Regions from separate parts of the Mus musculus genome. Here regions 1, 2, 4 and 5 are each linked to region 3. The links are chromatin contacts, called in public Hi-C, HiChIP or PLAC-seq and promoter capture Hi-C maps. All regions are on one chromosome and are shown on one strand. The core of a region is the stretch at or near the end of the contact, and the rest is flanking DNA. Distances in the headings are between cores, read along the strand shown.

Evidence for each region. Promoter capture Hi-C pulls out the DNA fragments that hold promoters and counts their contacts. Hi-C and Micro-C count contacts between places; a contact is called where the count stands out from the background. HiChIP or PLAC-seq counts read pairs in DNA pulled down with a chosen protein or histone mark.
Region 1: a contact with region 3 is called in a promoter capture Hi-C map of pre-B cells, with 4 times the contacts expected there. The contact joins the promoter of Mindy2 here to the enhancer-like site in region 3. A contact is called at or near these places in 8 of 39 promoter capture datasets (3T3-L1-derived adipocytes, the C10 cell line, the SN4741 cell line and 4 more), 2 of 484 Hi-C or Micro-C datasets (the C10 cell line and bone marrow-derived macrophages), 3 of 115 datasets of contacts at active chromatin or transcription factors (effector CD8 T cells, fetal liver and memory CD8 T cells) and 4 of 9 other capture datasets (adipose tissue, liver, macrophages and 1 more).
Region 2: a contact with region 3 is called in a Hi-C map of bone marrow-derived macrophages, with 2.1 times the contacts expected there. The contact joins two enhancer-like sites. A contact is called at or near these places in 1 of 15 datasets of contacts at CTCF or cohesin (pro-B cells), 17 of 484 Hi-C or Micro-C datasets (B cells, the C10 cell line, CD4 T cells and 11 more), 7 of 115 datasets of contacts at active chromatin or transcription factors (the 230-238 cell line, the HPC-7 cell line, bone marrow-derived dendritic cells and 3 more) and 4 of 9 other capture datasets (adipose tissue, embryonic stem cells, liver and 1 more).
Region 4: a contact with region 3 is called in an H3K27ac HiChIP or PLAC-seq map of microglia, with 3 times the contacts expected there. The contact joins two enhancer-like sites. A contact is called at or near these places in 5 of 115 datasets of contacts at active chromatin or transcription factors (the 230-238 cell line, cardiomyocytes, extraembryonic endoderm stem cells and 2 more) and 3 of 9 other capture datasets (adipose tissue, liver and pancreatic islet).
Region 5: an H3K4me3 HiChIP or PLAC-seq map of bone marrow-derived macrophages shows a contact between it and region 3, with 3 times the contacts expected there. The contact joins two enhancer-like sites. A contact is called at or near these places in 2 of 39 promoter capture datasets (the C10 cell line and pre-B cells), 10 of 484 Hi-C or Micro-C datasets (the G1E-ER4 cell line, bone marrow-derived macrophages, centroblasts and 7 more), 8 of 115 datasets of contacts at active chromatin or transcription factors (the HPC-7 cell line, bone marrow-derived dendritic cells, bone marrow-derived macrophages and 4 more) and 2 of 9 other capture datasets (macrophages and pancreatic islet).

What each region holds. Positions count from the first base shown.
Region 1 is chr9:70,655,697-70,658,513 of GRCm38.p6, reverse strand. It overlaps Mindy2 (MINDY lysine 48 deubiquitinase 2), which reads left to right and starts at 1,340. Exons shown (of 9, transcript NM_172772.2): 1 at 1,340-2,241. The coding sequence starts at 1,468. Gm31872 (a long non-coding RNA gene) reads right to left here and starts at 843. Exons shown (of 3, transcript XR_379591.4): 1 at 302-843.
Region 2 is chr9:70,690,876-70,693,637 of GRCm38.p6, reverse strand. All of the region lies in intron 1 of Adam10 (a disintegrin and metallopeptidase domain 10), which reads right to left. Among named protein-coding and RNA genes, the nearest start is that of Adam10, 13 kb to the right of the region's middle. Within about 2 kb of position 1,452, at least 18 of the 459 cell types and tissues checked have an H3K27ac peak or open chromatin away from gene starts, as enhancers often do. A contact at or near this core is called in Th1 cells, bone marrow-derived macrophages and pro-B cells, where this site is marked.
Region 3 is chr9:70,759,746-70,762,445 of GRCm38.p6, reverse strand. It overlaps Adam10 (a disintegrin and metallopeptidase domain 10), which reads right to left. Exons shown (of 16, transcript NM_007399.4): 10 at 680-863. Among named protein-coding and RNA genes, the nearest start is that of Adam10, 82 kb to the right of the region's middle. Within about 2 kb of position 1,260, at least 106 of the 459 cell types and tissues checked have an H3K27ac peak or open chromatin away from gene starts, as enhancers often do. A contact at or near this core is called in the HPC-7 cell line, Th1 cells, adipose tissue and 10 more, where this site is marked.
Region 4 is chr9:70,877,716-70,880,415 of GRCm38.p6, reverse strand. All of the region lies in intron 1 of Lipc (lipase, hepatic), which reads left to right. Among named protein-coding and RNA genes, the nearest start is that of Gm32017, 35 kb to the left of the region's middle. Within about 2 kb of position 1,340, at least 19 of the 459 cell types and tissues checked have an H3K27ac peak or open chromatin away from gene starts, as enhancers often do. A contact at or near this core is called in microglia, where this site is marked.
Region 5 is chr9:70,841,195-70,843,894 of GRCm38.p6, reverse strand. The region is part of intron 1 of Lipc (lipase, hepatic); the gene reads left to right. Among named protein-coding and RNA genes, the nearest start is that of Gm32017, 72 kb to the left of the region's middle. Within about 2 kb of position 1,329, at least 151 of the 459 cell types and tissues checked have an H3K27ac peak or open chromatin away from gene starts, as enhancers often do. A contact at or near this core is called in the HPC-7 cell line, bone marrow-derived dendritic cells, bone marrow-derived macrophages and 4 more, where this site is marked.

The DNA.
Region 1 (2,817 bases), core at 91-2,590, 100 kb after region 3:
AAAAAAAAAAAAAAAAAGGAAAGGGGGGGGAAGAAAAGAAAGGAAGGGAGGAGAGAGTTGGAGGTGGGAAGAAAGAGGGAGAAGTCGAAGAGAGTGCCGAGAAAGAGATCATCATTTCTGAGAAGATAATAGTGATATTTTTAGTGTGAAACACAGTATTCAGTAACATGCTTGGTGCTAACACATGAATGAGCAAAATAATGCATTAATTTGTCTACTTTTCTAACCAGTAGCAGGACAGAAGTGTAACAATCCATGATGCACCATATATTTGTATACCTGATACTAAAGGAAGACCCACCTGTCTTGTTCATTTTTATATTCTCAGACAACTTTGAAGAGGGAAGGGTCCAGGAAAAAAAAAAAAAACAAAAAAAACAAAAAACCAAAAAACAAAAAAACCAAAAAAAAAAAAAAAAAAACACCCCACTTTTCCAGAGCAGGTTAGATGATCTATATCCACTCTTGCCAATAAATAAGTAAGTAAATAAATAGAAAAAAAAAGTTGCAGGCAACTCTGTCCATCCTCTATGCAGATGTCAAGCCCTGATGAGAAGTCAATTCTAATTTTAAAAGTCATTTTTTCGGGAAGCAGAAGCTTCCCACTCTGTGCAAAGAGAAGCCAAGTGAACAGAACCGCAAAGACTTGGCTTGCTTCAAACGCAAACTGATTTATTATTATTGGACCAAATTTACCCTCTCGCCTGGGGCGTAGGCCAATATCCACAACCTCATTGAACCTCCGGCAAGGCAAACCAGTAGCTGGTTGGGAGCGCAGCGATTCTCAGCCAAAACCCAGGGAGAGTTGTCCCTGTACTGCGCAGTCTTCCAAAAGCCTCCAACAGAACTCGCCTTTCAAATTTGCATTTCCTAAGAAATGCTTCCAATTCTCAACATTAAAAGCTAAAAAAAAAAAAAAAGAAAAGAAAAAGCCAGCTCTCCCGAGGCCTTCAGGGAATGGCTGTCTTCCAATGCTACTACCACTTTCGGGGTCCACCAGGCTCAAGCCCAAAGTAGACCACACTCCCTACAAGCCTCAGCCACTGCCTTTAAAGTAACCGCGCGCAGCGGGGATGCCCCGGAGTTCAACTTCCGGCAGCACACACAAGATTATTTTCCTAGTGGCGCTGCGGCTCTCCGAGCCGCGCCCCTGACCACGCCCTCAGCCACGCCCCTGGCCTCGCTCTGCCTTCCCTAGCCTGAACGCGCGGGAGGGGCGTGGCCTCGGGGGAGAAGCGCTCCCCGAGTGGGTCCGGGCGCTTCAACGAGCGCAGTCACGCGGAGGCACGCTCCGAGCGGGCGGGCGGGGGCACGCGCGCGCGCTCCCGCCGCCCTCTACGGTGACGTGCCTGGCCGAGGCCGCGCTAGGGCGCTGGAGCTGCTACAGAGCGGCTGTCATGGCGTCGGAGGCGCTTGCTGAGGAGAGCCGGCCGCGGTGTCTATAGGACCAGGGGCGGGCGGCCGGGGATGGAGAACAGCCCTGACAGCCCACAGCCTCTGGAACTAGGGGTGGCGGCCGGGCGAGTGTCGCCGCCGGAAGGGCGACGGCGCGGCGGGCGCGAGGCTGAGGATGGTCCCGCTGGACGCGCGGTGGACAGCGGCGGGCAGGGGGCGGCGGCGGCGGCAGCGCGGAGCAGCCTCGGGGACCCGACGTCCCCCTCGCAGCTCGGATGCGGCGCGGGCTCGGACTTGAAGGACGGCGCGTCGTCGAGCCCTGCCGCCTCGGAGGTGCCTTCAAGAGGGCAGCACAAGGTGACCGCCTCCCCGGAGCTGGCCGAGGCCGCGGCGGGCCGAGGGTCGGGGCCAGTGGGCGACACGGGCACCTGCAGGGTGGAGCAGGCGGCGGAAGAGCCCAGCAGCACCGGCGCCCCGAGCAGCAGCTGCAGCGAGCCGAGCCCCCCTGGGGACTCGCCCAGCTTGGACTCCCTGGAGTCTTTCTCCAACCTGCATTCTTTCCCCAGTAGCTCTGAGTTCAATAGTGAGGAGGGAGCAGAGACCAGGGTCCCCGAGGACGTGGAGGAGGGCGCGGCGGGGCCGCCCAGGGCTGCACCTCTATGCAAAGAGGAGGAGGAGGACCCGGCTCAGGTGCTAGCGGCCTCCAAAGAACGCTTTCCCGGACAGTCGGTGTATCACATCAAATGGATCCAGTGGAAAGAGGAGAACACGCCCATCATCACCCAGAATGAGAATGGACCCTGCCCTTTGCTGGCCATCCTCAATGTTTTGCTTCTCGCCTGGAAGGTACACTCTGCAGCTTTCTACTTCCTACAGCTTGTGGGGTGGGGAGGGGCAAAATGGGGTGAGGAAACTGCTGTTTGTCAGCTGATGGCTTCCTTCCATTCATCAGACTCCTCCTTTTTTTTTTTTTTTTTTTTTGAGACAAGGTTTGTCTGTGTAGCTTAAACTGTCCTCGAACAGTTTAAGATCTTAATGCTACAGCCTCTAGAGTGCTAGGTTTACAGACATGCACCCCTATATCTAACAGTCTCTTATTACATGAAATTAATTCCAGGATTTCTTTATTGAAAGATTATTCATGTGGCAACATGTCAGGAAGAATTGCCCCCAACTTAAGGTCTTTTTTGTATTAAAAATTCAACATTCGGTTAAAGGTTGTAACTGATGGTTTACCTATAAACAAGCAGAATCCAGAGCACCCTGCACTTACATCTTCTGAGTATTTTTAGCTATATTTGCCTATATTATTCCTTACTGACATTATTACATATGCAAAACAGTGAAAATTGGAAACAGTGATTGATCTTCAGTTACTATCAATCTTATATTATGGAGTAAGTTTTAATGATTTTATCTGCG
Region 2 (2,762 bases), core at 203-2,702, 69 kb after region 3:
TACTGCTATCATGAATGCATTTCAGGAAATTTTCATGCAAAATAATCATGCAGCATTCACAACTGTCTGAACTACCTACTTCATTATGCCTTAGTTTTCCCATTTGAAAAAAAAATAGATTTACCAGTACTTATACCTAAAAGTGACATTGTTTGGACTAAATGTATGTGTGTTGAGTGTTGAGAATGGTATACAGCATGCACTACCTAAGAATATAGTAAGTTATTGTTTAAAAAATAACTGCTAAACATTGTGAGAGATATCTATAAACCAGCATAAAGAAAGCTGAGGGAGGAAGATGAGGTTGAAACAATCTGGTTATAGTTGTCTCAAAACAACAACATATTTATCCATTTAGGCTACTTTTTTCAATGAACAAATACATGCTTCCAAATGCTTTCAGGGATTAGACTTGGCTCAGCAGTTAAGAGCACCTCCTGCTCTTTCAGAGGATACAAGTTAGGTTCCAAGCACCTGCACTGCAGCTAATAAGTGTCTGTAAACACCAGTTCTGAGTATTCTGACACTTTCTGGCCTCTATGAGCATCAGACATGCAAGTGCACAAACATACTTTCCAGTAAAAACACCCATATGCACAAAATAAAATGTACTTTCAGATAAAAAGACACAGTTGTTTTTAAAAAGCAACTTAGTTCTTATAGGAAAAAAAAAGTCTAACTTACTCTACCTCTTTAATTAAAAGACCATGTAAAAGTACTTAATGAGCAAAATAAATACACTAGCAAGAACGGTAATCTGCTCTATTTTAAAGTTGATTACAGTACGGCTGAGGCACACCTCTGTGGTAAAGTGCTTAGCTAGCATCCTGAATTCTTAGGTTTGATCCTGAGTACCACTCAAAATGGTAAGGGGGTCAATTAAAAAAAAAAAAATAACAACAACATAAATCTTCAGAGCTTCTCCTCACACACACTCTCTCAGAAATTTGAGCACACTTAATAGTGTATATGCTAATCTTTACTTTAAGTTCTGAGAATACAAATATTAAAAAGTTACAATAAATAGCTACTGATCAATCTTCTAATGACTAAGAAACCAAAACCAAAACCAAAACAGCACAGAGCTAGAGCATCCCTTTCACTACTTATGCATTACCATGCAAGGCCCAACAAACAGCAGGGAAGTTAACAGGAAGGGCTCAGAAGATGACAACCAGAGGCCAGGAATATATATAGCTCAATGGCAGAAAACTTGCCTAATATCCACAGTGACTGGAGTTTGATACCCAATACTGAAAAAGAGATAAAAAGAAAAACTTTGCCAACCCAAACTCCTTTTATCTCCAAACATAGACAATACTATTAAAGGTGTTCCCATGTAGAAATGTTTCCTAATAATAGCAAAAGAAACACATTTAACCTGGAGTGCAGAGTGAAACTTCCTTATCTGAGGTCAGTGGAAAATGACAACTTCTGGTGAAGGAAAGTTTCTAGATCGCCCAAGTTTTTCCATGTGTCATATATCTTTCCACTTGAACTATTATAATTTCTCTCCCTAGCCTCGCATCTTGATTAGGGGAGGCTACAATGATGCAATAATCCTAAGGCTATTTTACTGCAGCATTGTAACTATATTAAATCACTCCACTCTGCACTTTATCAAGTAAGTTATCTTTCTCTTCTGCTATTTTATTTCATTTACACAGAAAAGCCTATCAACAGCAGTTTGCTTCCTTGCCCTGTTACAGATTTCAGAAATCTGAATTTCTATAAAGTACACAGTAAATGCACTCAGTACCTAACACTTTAAAGGTCCAGAGGAAATTGTGAACACAATTTAACACACACAGTTAACATATACACACACACACACAATAGGGATGGTAAGATGGCACTTCCCACCAAGCCTGAAAACTGAGTTCAACCACTTAACCCCACAGGACAGAGTACTTTCCTAGCATGTGTGAGAAGGCTTAGGTTCAATCAAAGTACTGCAAAACATCATGAAAATAAGTAACTAAATAAACTATGCATGATTGTGCACACCTGAAATCCTAGCTACTCAGCCTACAGATGGTAGGTTAATAGTATCACTTTATATTAACAAATTTTTTTCTCTATCTATATCCAAACAAAAAAGTTGATAACACAATCTTAAGAATGGGAAAAAAATTAACAAAAATATTAACATAATAAATCTTCCTAGTTATAGAAAACTCAATTACAACATATGAAAGGGTAGATAAAGGACAAACTAAAGCTGGTACATTTCTAATGCCTCAAGAAAATTAGCTGCAATCAAGATATTTCTAATACTTTCACTGCTGTGGCCTGGCAGTGTAGTCCACCACTGACAGGAAGATGTGTGCAGGAAGGTCAGGCAACTAGTCACAATTCATCCATAGTCTGCAAGCAGAGATGGGGTCCTGATGGTCAGTATCCTTTCTGGGGTTTTTTCCCCCTTTTCAATCAGTCCAGGACCCCAATCCATAGAATGGCAGCACCCACATTCAGGTCTTCCTTCCTCAGCTAAACCTCTCTGGAAACACCCTACAGACATCCCCAGAGTTGTATCTCCTAAGTAATTCCAAATTCAGTCAAGTTGACAATTAAGTTCAACAATGTAATTTCAAAATCATTATCTTTGCCTCAAGAAATATCCATGACCAATGTTCTTTATGCTGCTATATATTCACTCTGATCTTGAAATATTACACAGCACTTATAAAAGTGCTCTCTCATATAACAAAAATAGCCTTCTAAGAACTATGTCCTATATTTCAGCAATATTGCAGAGTATT
Region 3 (2,700 bases), core at 11-2,510:
ATAGGGTTTATACAGATCCATAAAACCATGCACAGATATATGACATGAAAGCAGAAGCAAAATTATCTAGGAAACAAGGGAACTAACAAGAGGAGACAGTGCAGAAAGGGAGGATAAGAGGCTTGGGGAATTGCTCATTGTACAGTAAGTGCAAATGTCACACATGCAGCAAGGCATGTATGTATTATGAATGAAATTATATATATATAAAACTGTGCAGTTCACCTATTAAAGAAAGGAAGGAAGGGAGAGAAGGAGGAGGGAAGAGAAAAGAACCTCAAACAAGATTGAACTCTAGCTAATGAGATATAAGCTAAAAGCGTTTAGAAGTAAAACACTCTGCTATCTGATACTTACTTTCAAAGGGGCAAATGAATTCCTAAGTATTTGATAAAGCAAATACTTTTTGCAAAGTGTTAACTGGAAAACACAGGCGGGAACTGAGTGGCCTCTTACATATTTTTTGACTATAAATATTTTGGGCTGGGAAGATGACTCAGGGGAAAGGTGCTTACCACCAAGCTTGACAAGCTGCGTTCAGTTGTCAGAACCACATGGTGAAGGGGGAGAACTGACTCCATCAAATTGTCCTCTGACCTCCACATACCTGCTGTGGCTTGTGTGCACATGCACAAATGTAGAAGAAAAAGTTAATTAAAATGTTGGAAAATATACATACCAACAAAACAGTTGTTCCTCTTCTTCTCAAGCACTTGGCTTATGTTTCTAATGCTGCAGAGTGAAAATTTGTTGTTGTTAAGTTTGTCCCCAGATGTTGCTCTTGCATACATGATGTAATTGCCATTTTCTTTTTGTCCTAAGTTCTTAGACTCTCCTGGAGTACACTCTGTTCCAGAATCATGCTGCCAAACAGAATATGGTGTTACATTAGTAGGAAGTAAAATTGCCCAGTCACCTGCTTATGTGGAACTTTCTCATCAGAAGAACAGTAGAAGTCACATACTTTCCTTGAAGAAGAATCTAACAACTGTCTAGGATCAGAGTTAGGATAAACACTTGCTCTATGGGGCCACTGTTGCAGCACAGAGGAAAACTGAAAGTCTAAACATAAACTTAGAGCTTTGTAATTAGGGACTAGAACTGAACATACATCGTCATAGAGATTACTAAGAAGAAGCTTTTATGGGTGGCCGTAATAATATGGATTCACATTCATTAAAATGCATGGTAAGTACATGTTCAAACTGGTTCAGGAAGGCAGAAGTGAAAATGAAACCCAAGACCAGTGCTGAGGAAGGCAGAGTAAGAACTCAAGGCAGTGACACTTCCTTGTGAGTTGGCGCAAAAGACAGCCACGCAAAATGCTGATTGGAGTCAAACACAAGTTTTACTTTAAAATAAGACTAAGAAAACCCAAGGCATGGGATCAAAACATTGCTTTACAGGAGACAGAGTTCTGTATATGAGCACCTGCACAGACGTGGTTTGGATTCTGGTAATTTATCCAGGTACCAGAGGCATAAGAAAGACCAAAGCAAGAGCTCCCTGAATCTTCATAAAGGAAAAACACTTTCAAAGCTGGGCTAAGGAAGCACCTGCTTTCCTCGCACATATGCACTAAAACAACAACGCCAGGGTTTGTTAGATGGCTTCATGGGGAAGAACACTTGATGTATATGCAAGTGGACCTCTGTTCAAAACTCCAGGACCCACATAAATCCAGGCCCAGGAGCAGAAAGATGGCTCAGTGGTACAAGATGTCACCAAGCTTGACAACTTCAATTTGATCCCAGGACCCAAATGCAAGTAGTTGTCCTCTGACCTCCACTCACAGGCTGTGGCATACAAATGAACATGAACACACACACACATACACACACAAAATGTAATAACAATTTTAAGAAAAAAATTTAAAGCCAGACATGACTGTGCTTTTTTTGCAACAACCTCATCACTAGAATTCAGAGACAGATACCAAGAGCTCATTAGATGACTCGTCGAGCCCAAAGCTTCTGGTTCAGAGAGCATCACTCAAGGCTAATTGTCCCAAGAGTAAGTAAGAAGAAGACATTCAACATCCTTCTCTGACATCTGTGTGTGTACATACAAAGGTGAATACTCAGGTGCATGTACCACACACAAAATACCCTCAATACACACACAACACACACCCGAAAGAAACCTCAAAATGTCCTCAAGTAATTAAGGTATTCATTATTCTAAAGGGAAAAAATGTTGGACATTAGAATAGCAGTTGTATTTAACTTGACCTTAGTTTGAATACCCAAAAACCTAACTCTTTACGAACAAACAATAATACCAAGTCACTCTGATTTTACATTTCCTCATCAGATGTCTCACATCCTACTCTTCCTGATACTGCCCTGCTTTTCTCCTGAGCCTAGATTCAGCCTCTGGAAACTACTTGCTCTGTATATTACCTTGCTTTATGCTTCTGCTCCTTACAATTTGGTTTTTTATTAAGTATGGTACTAGCAACAATCTCATCATTCAAATTGAGAAACAGAAAGAAAAGTTCCAATACTGAATGGCTGTTAATGTGATCAAAGAAACAGTAGCTATGTTAGAAGGCATTGAATATTGCCTTCTAATGAGTAGCTTGTTATACATGGAAGTGCTAAAATATACAAACTGATACAGACGGAATAAACATTGTCCCTAACTTGGCAAGGAGTTACATTCTTAAAAATAGCTAATTGTGACCTACCTGCCTAGTCT
Region 4 (2,700 bases), core at 91-2,590, 120 kb before region 3:
TTCGATTGAGCAGACCAGTGGGGAGCAGAATCCAGAGAGGAGTTGTAGCACCCATGGGTAGAGCCATGGTGGATAAATGTGAACTCAAGAGAAAGCTGGCACAAAGCACCAGCGTGTGATGGTGACCAACCATGCTGAGAGAAGAGAGGGAGACATCAGGGATGGCCCTGAAAAGTCTAGGTACTCAGGGGTAAAGAGAGGGGGATGGTTAGTAAGGTAGAATGAGAAGAAAGGGTCTATCCCATAGGCACATATAGTAGTCATCTCTGCCCTACCTCAGACATTCCTACAGGATCCCATGCCCTCATCCACCATGATACTTCTAACAGCCCTTATTCCTCTTCACAAAAAGGCCTCCTTCAAGCAATAATCTCTGGCCAGCAGTCTCTTTATGCAGACACATGCATGAGCCGGTAGCAAGCCAAGAACTTCTTTTGTCAATTTTCTTATTGGGACCTCACAACATTTCTGAAAAAAAGGAAAAAAAATGCATGTCCTCCCTCATCTTACAGATCTGAGAAGTTCCTGAGATAACCCAGTCATCCAGAAGTGAGTGGGAGGGCCCCAGATGTTTCATTGCTTCTTCTCAGGGGCATCCGAGTAAAAATGAGTGTGTCCCTGAGATCTCTTCTTGAGACATTGACGTCACCTACCACATGTGTTAGGAGCATGCATTTTGTGTGCACAGACATCAGCCAGGGTCCAGATGTGGACAGGTAGGACATCAGCCCATCTGCAGATACCTAATACACCTTAGTTCATCTCTGGGATTTATCTAATGAAACATCTCCCAACATCTGACATGCAGGGTTGCAGTTTCTTCCGAGAAGCTAGAAAATCCATAGCACAAACTACCTGACTCGGGTTCCTTATTGAGTCCATTTTACTTCTTCTCCTACAGCAACCTCACACAAACCCTCTTCTTTCTCCATTCCCCTCCCTGCTGTTTGTACCCAAGATTCTGCCCAGATCTTCCTCCATCTCCCTTAGACTTTTTTAGAAAGATCCCCCATCTCAGGACTTGTCTGACAAGAGCATCCCCCCATTCTCAGGCTGGGTGTAGATGACTCTCCTGCTTTGCTTGCAACTGAAATATCCTCTGCTTTGTGGGACTTTGGCTGCCAAATCAGGGCAGCCCCAGACACAGCAGAATGGTTATTCACCCTAGTTAGGCCCATGAGTTGTTTCCACCTGCTGAAAGTTCAGCAAGGGTCCCAGCTTCCCTGTACATTTCTCTCCTTTTGTTAATATAGATGTGACTCCTCCAGTTGAGGCCCTGTGCCTGGGTACTTTGTCTGGCCCAGGCCAGGTGTGCTGTGGTTGTGTAATATGAGCATAGACTCCAACTGAGTGGTAGGAGATGGCCTCTGGGCCAGGAAGAGGAAGCCAGGCAGATAGAGGGCACCATGCCAAGAAGCCCACATGCAATGCTCATGACCTGAGACCAGAAGAACCATGGCTCATGGCAGCAGCTGTTTGCTTTCTTGTTGGTTTGATCTGCCCACAGTAGCTTGGAGGAGGATGTAATGATCCCTCCACAGATACATTTTGCTTCAGAGAATTCAAGTATAGGTGATTGACAAGCAAGTCCAGATGTGAGATAGATTACTATTCAAGTGACAGGAGGAGGGGGTGAGCTGAGTGTGTCTGGTGTAGGAAGACACTTACTTTCTATACAACACAATCCTTGAAGCTAGAGAGAAAGCTTTAGCTGGTGCTCAACTGAAACAGACACTAGCTTGATGTGCGTTGGATGTTCAAAGTAACTCTGATGGCAGAACTCAAGTTTCAATCTTCGTGAATGGCACACATGGTCCTAGACACTGAGTTCAAGTCCTAGATATGCAGCTTGGAAACTAACAAGCTAATCTTGCAAATGTTTGGTCCTCATATGTGATCCAGGATAATCTCTGTCCCTGAAGACACAATGTGAGGGTTAAATGAAGAAATGGTGTGCCTGGGTGGCGTGCTGGTACACAGTAAGTGCTCAGTAGAGCAATCTGGTATTTTAGTGCTGGCAATGGTGTTACTTTGGCACTGGAAGCTGTGTAGCCCATCTGGGCATTCCACCAGCTTTCTGGAGCTAAAGACGGTCCCTTATTAAGTAGCTTCCAGAAGGCTCGTTGTTGAAAGCTGACTGTCTCTTTGGTTCTTGCTTATCAGACGTATTATTTTCTATCTGATGGTCTTGCTCTGGAAGGTTCTGGCCCAAACAAGCTGTCTAATTATAACATTTGGAGAGCTCATGCCATCCGTCAGAAGCAGCTTTCTCAAGAGCTGGGACTGAAATAAATAGGCAATTAGCAGGTTTTGCTGGATCTTCCCCCCACCCCTCCTTTAGTACCTCTAACACATTAAGCTTATCACAACTATTTTAAGGGCATTCAGCTGAGGTACAAATGGGGTTAGTAGCAATCCCGTGTCTACCATGAATTCCTGCTACCAGCAGCTACGTGGCCTAGGGCTGGTCTCTGCTCAACTCTGGCCTCAGTTTCCTTGAAGATATAAGGTGAGGAACTTAGGCCAGTCAATCTCTAATGATCTTTCCTACGCAGAAATAGAATGGTTCTTAGAGGTCAGGAATCACACTGGGGCTGGTGCGGAATTACATAAATGTGTGCACCTCAGTTACATGTCTTGCTCTCCTCTCTGTTGGTGTGATTAAAAAAAAAAACATTCTGACCAAAAGGAAAAAGTTTA
Region 5 (2,700 bases), core at 80-2,579, 81 kb before region 3:
TGTTCGCACGTGTGTGGAGGCCAGAGGTAAATCTCAGGCGTCTCCCTCCTCTGCTCTCCACTTTAACTTTTGAAACAAGGCCTCTCACTGAACCTGGAGCTCACTGAACCAGGAGCTCACTGATGCTGCTGGACTGGCTACCCAGCAAGCTTCAGGAGTCTCTCTGCTCTCCCAGTGCTGGGTTACAGATGTGTTCCATGGTGCTTAGGTCCTGGGGACTCCAATTCAGGTCCTAATGCTTGTGTGGCACTCGAGCACTTTGCCCACTGAGCCATCGCCTTTCTGCCTCATCTCATTCTTATTACTTACTAAGCAAACTTCCCCAATTATTCTGTTATGTTTATGAGTGTTTGCCTTCGTATATATGTTCACCCCATGCATGCAGGGCCCATGGAAGCCAGAAGAGGGCACTGGACACCTTAAACTGCAGTTTAAGGTAGTGAGTTTCCAAGTGGGTACTGGAAACCAAACCCCAGTCTTCTGCAAAAGCAGCCAGTGCTCTTAATCACTGAGCCATCTCTCCAATTCTCTTCCCTTTCTTTTCTGCCTGTTGGGCACAGCAGGGCTCTTGGTTCTTACAGAGATCTGTCCTCTACACTGCATAGCGCTGCATGCTAAGCTCACCAATGTTCTGTTAGTCTAGTCTTATCAAAACCTCCCATAGCCTCACCTTGAAGGGTATAAAGCCCTGAACCTCTTAAGTAACTAGGCACACACACACACACACACACACACACACAGCAAACCCTTTTACAGGTCTCACAAGAATTTAAATTTAAGGCTAAAAGTTCCAGTGTCAAAAACTGCTGCCTATGGGAATTGTGGGTATTTGAAGCTCTGCCTACAGTTCAGGAAACACCCTTTGTGGGTGAGCTCCCTTCCCACACAGATGGAAGAGTGAGGATATAACCCTGGAAGTAGCGCATAGGGAAGTGGAAATGCGACTGGAAGGATCCTTCCACTGCCGTTACACACAGTCCACCCAGGCACTGTTTTCTGTCAAATCTCATGAAATAAGGATATAGAAGGCAGCCCTAAGAGATCCGGACAGGAAGCCTGCAGGCTTAGTGACAAGCACCTCAGCGCCCAGCAACAGAAGAGGAGGAGGAGGAGGAGGAGGAGGAGGAGGAGGAGGAGGAGGAGGAGGAGGAGGAAACAGACCTGCAGAGACTGGATAACTCAAATGAGGTCAGATGACTAGCTAGTGGCAAGTGAGTCCTGAGCCCAGGTCTTCTAACTCCAGGATGAAAGTACCTTCATTATGCCTGCCTCTTCTCTTTTGGCATCAGGAAAAGAAACAGACACCAACTTCCTGATGATGACTCATGCTCAGGGTTTCCCAACAACAATGTTACTGAGATGCGAGGCTGCATCACTCTTTAGTGGAAGGGGAGGCCTGTTCTTAGCATGACCTCAGACCTCTGCCCACTAGAAGCAAATAGCACTCCACATGCCCCCACCCCTAAGTGTTTAACAACTGAAAAGTACTTCCAGAAATAGCTGGCATGTGGCTCAGTGGGTAGAGTGCTTGCCTAGCATGAACAAAGCACTGGGCTCTAGCTCCAGCGCTGTATAAATAGGGCGTGTTCTTGCAAACCTGTAATCCAACACTCTAAGGTAGATAGATGCAGGAGGATTAGAAGTTGATGGTTACCTTCTGCTATATAGCAAGTTTGAAGCCAGACTGAGAAACTCAAAACCCTGTCTCCAAAATAATAATATTAATTTTTAAGTCCTCAGATAATGCTATGAAAGCAACCAGGATAGTAAGGAAGAAACAAACGCCCCCATCTGGGTGAAACTGGTTTGAGTGTGAGCTCCTGTTCTGGAGATGATTCTAGTTCATTTGGAGGTTAATGATGGGGCAGAGCAGACAGGAAGTGAGTCGTTAAAGGAACCTCACTGCCAGGCATAGGAAGGTTGATTCCAGAGAATGCTGTCCAGGAATCTGAGAGAGCACAGTGAAGAGGTTGGCTCTGTTGTACAAAGGAACAAAGTCAGAAAAGGAACTTGTCTTTTTGCCACCAGTCTGGGCCCAGGGAACTCAGCAGCAGGAAAGGAAGAAATGTAAAGCCCAGGCCATGATCTAAAAAGCCCTCTCTTTTCAGCCCATCTCTCAGCCTGCTCCATCTATGACTGCTGCACCCACCGCCCCACCCTAGCCACTCTGAAGGTGTTGGTGCCGGAAGGCAGCCTAGGACTCACCAATGCGGCAAGGTTCAGGCTGTATACATACAACATCTTACATGAGCATCACAAGGTGTTGGGTAAAACAGCCAGACACAAAAGACCTACTGTGTGACTCTATTGACACAAAGTTGAAGAACAGAAGAAACACATTCCCATTGATAGGAGGAAGTGGTGGTTTTGGGTGCTGGTATTGCTAGAGACGACTGAGGGCATCCTCTGGGTATGGAGACCTCTGTCGCGATCCTGAAGGAGGCTTGTGAATGGGTAGAAATCCACAGAGCTATACATTTAGGATGGTCATACCTTCCTGTATGTTTCTATAAATAAGCTCTATCCCCTTAAAAATGAATGTTGACTCTGGAACCAAGTGGGTGTGGATTCCAGCCCTGCAGGTGATTCTGGCTAAGTCAGAATTTTTCTAAGAGGCTAGATGACCAGGGCAGTCCAGACAGGAAGTGCACAGTGAGTACAAATAGCGCTGTACTTAAAGGAACCACAGACACTGCCAGA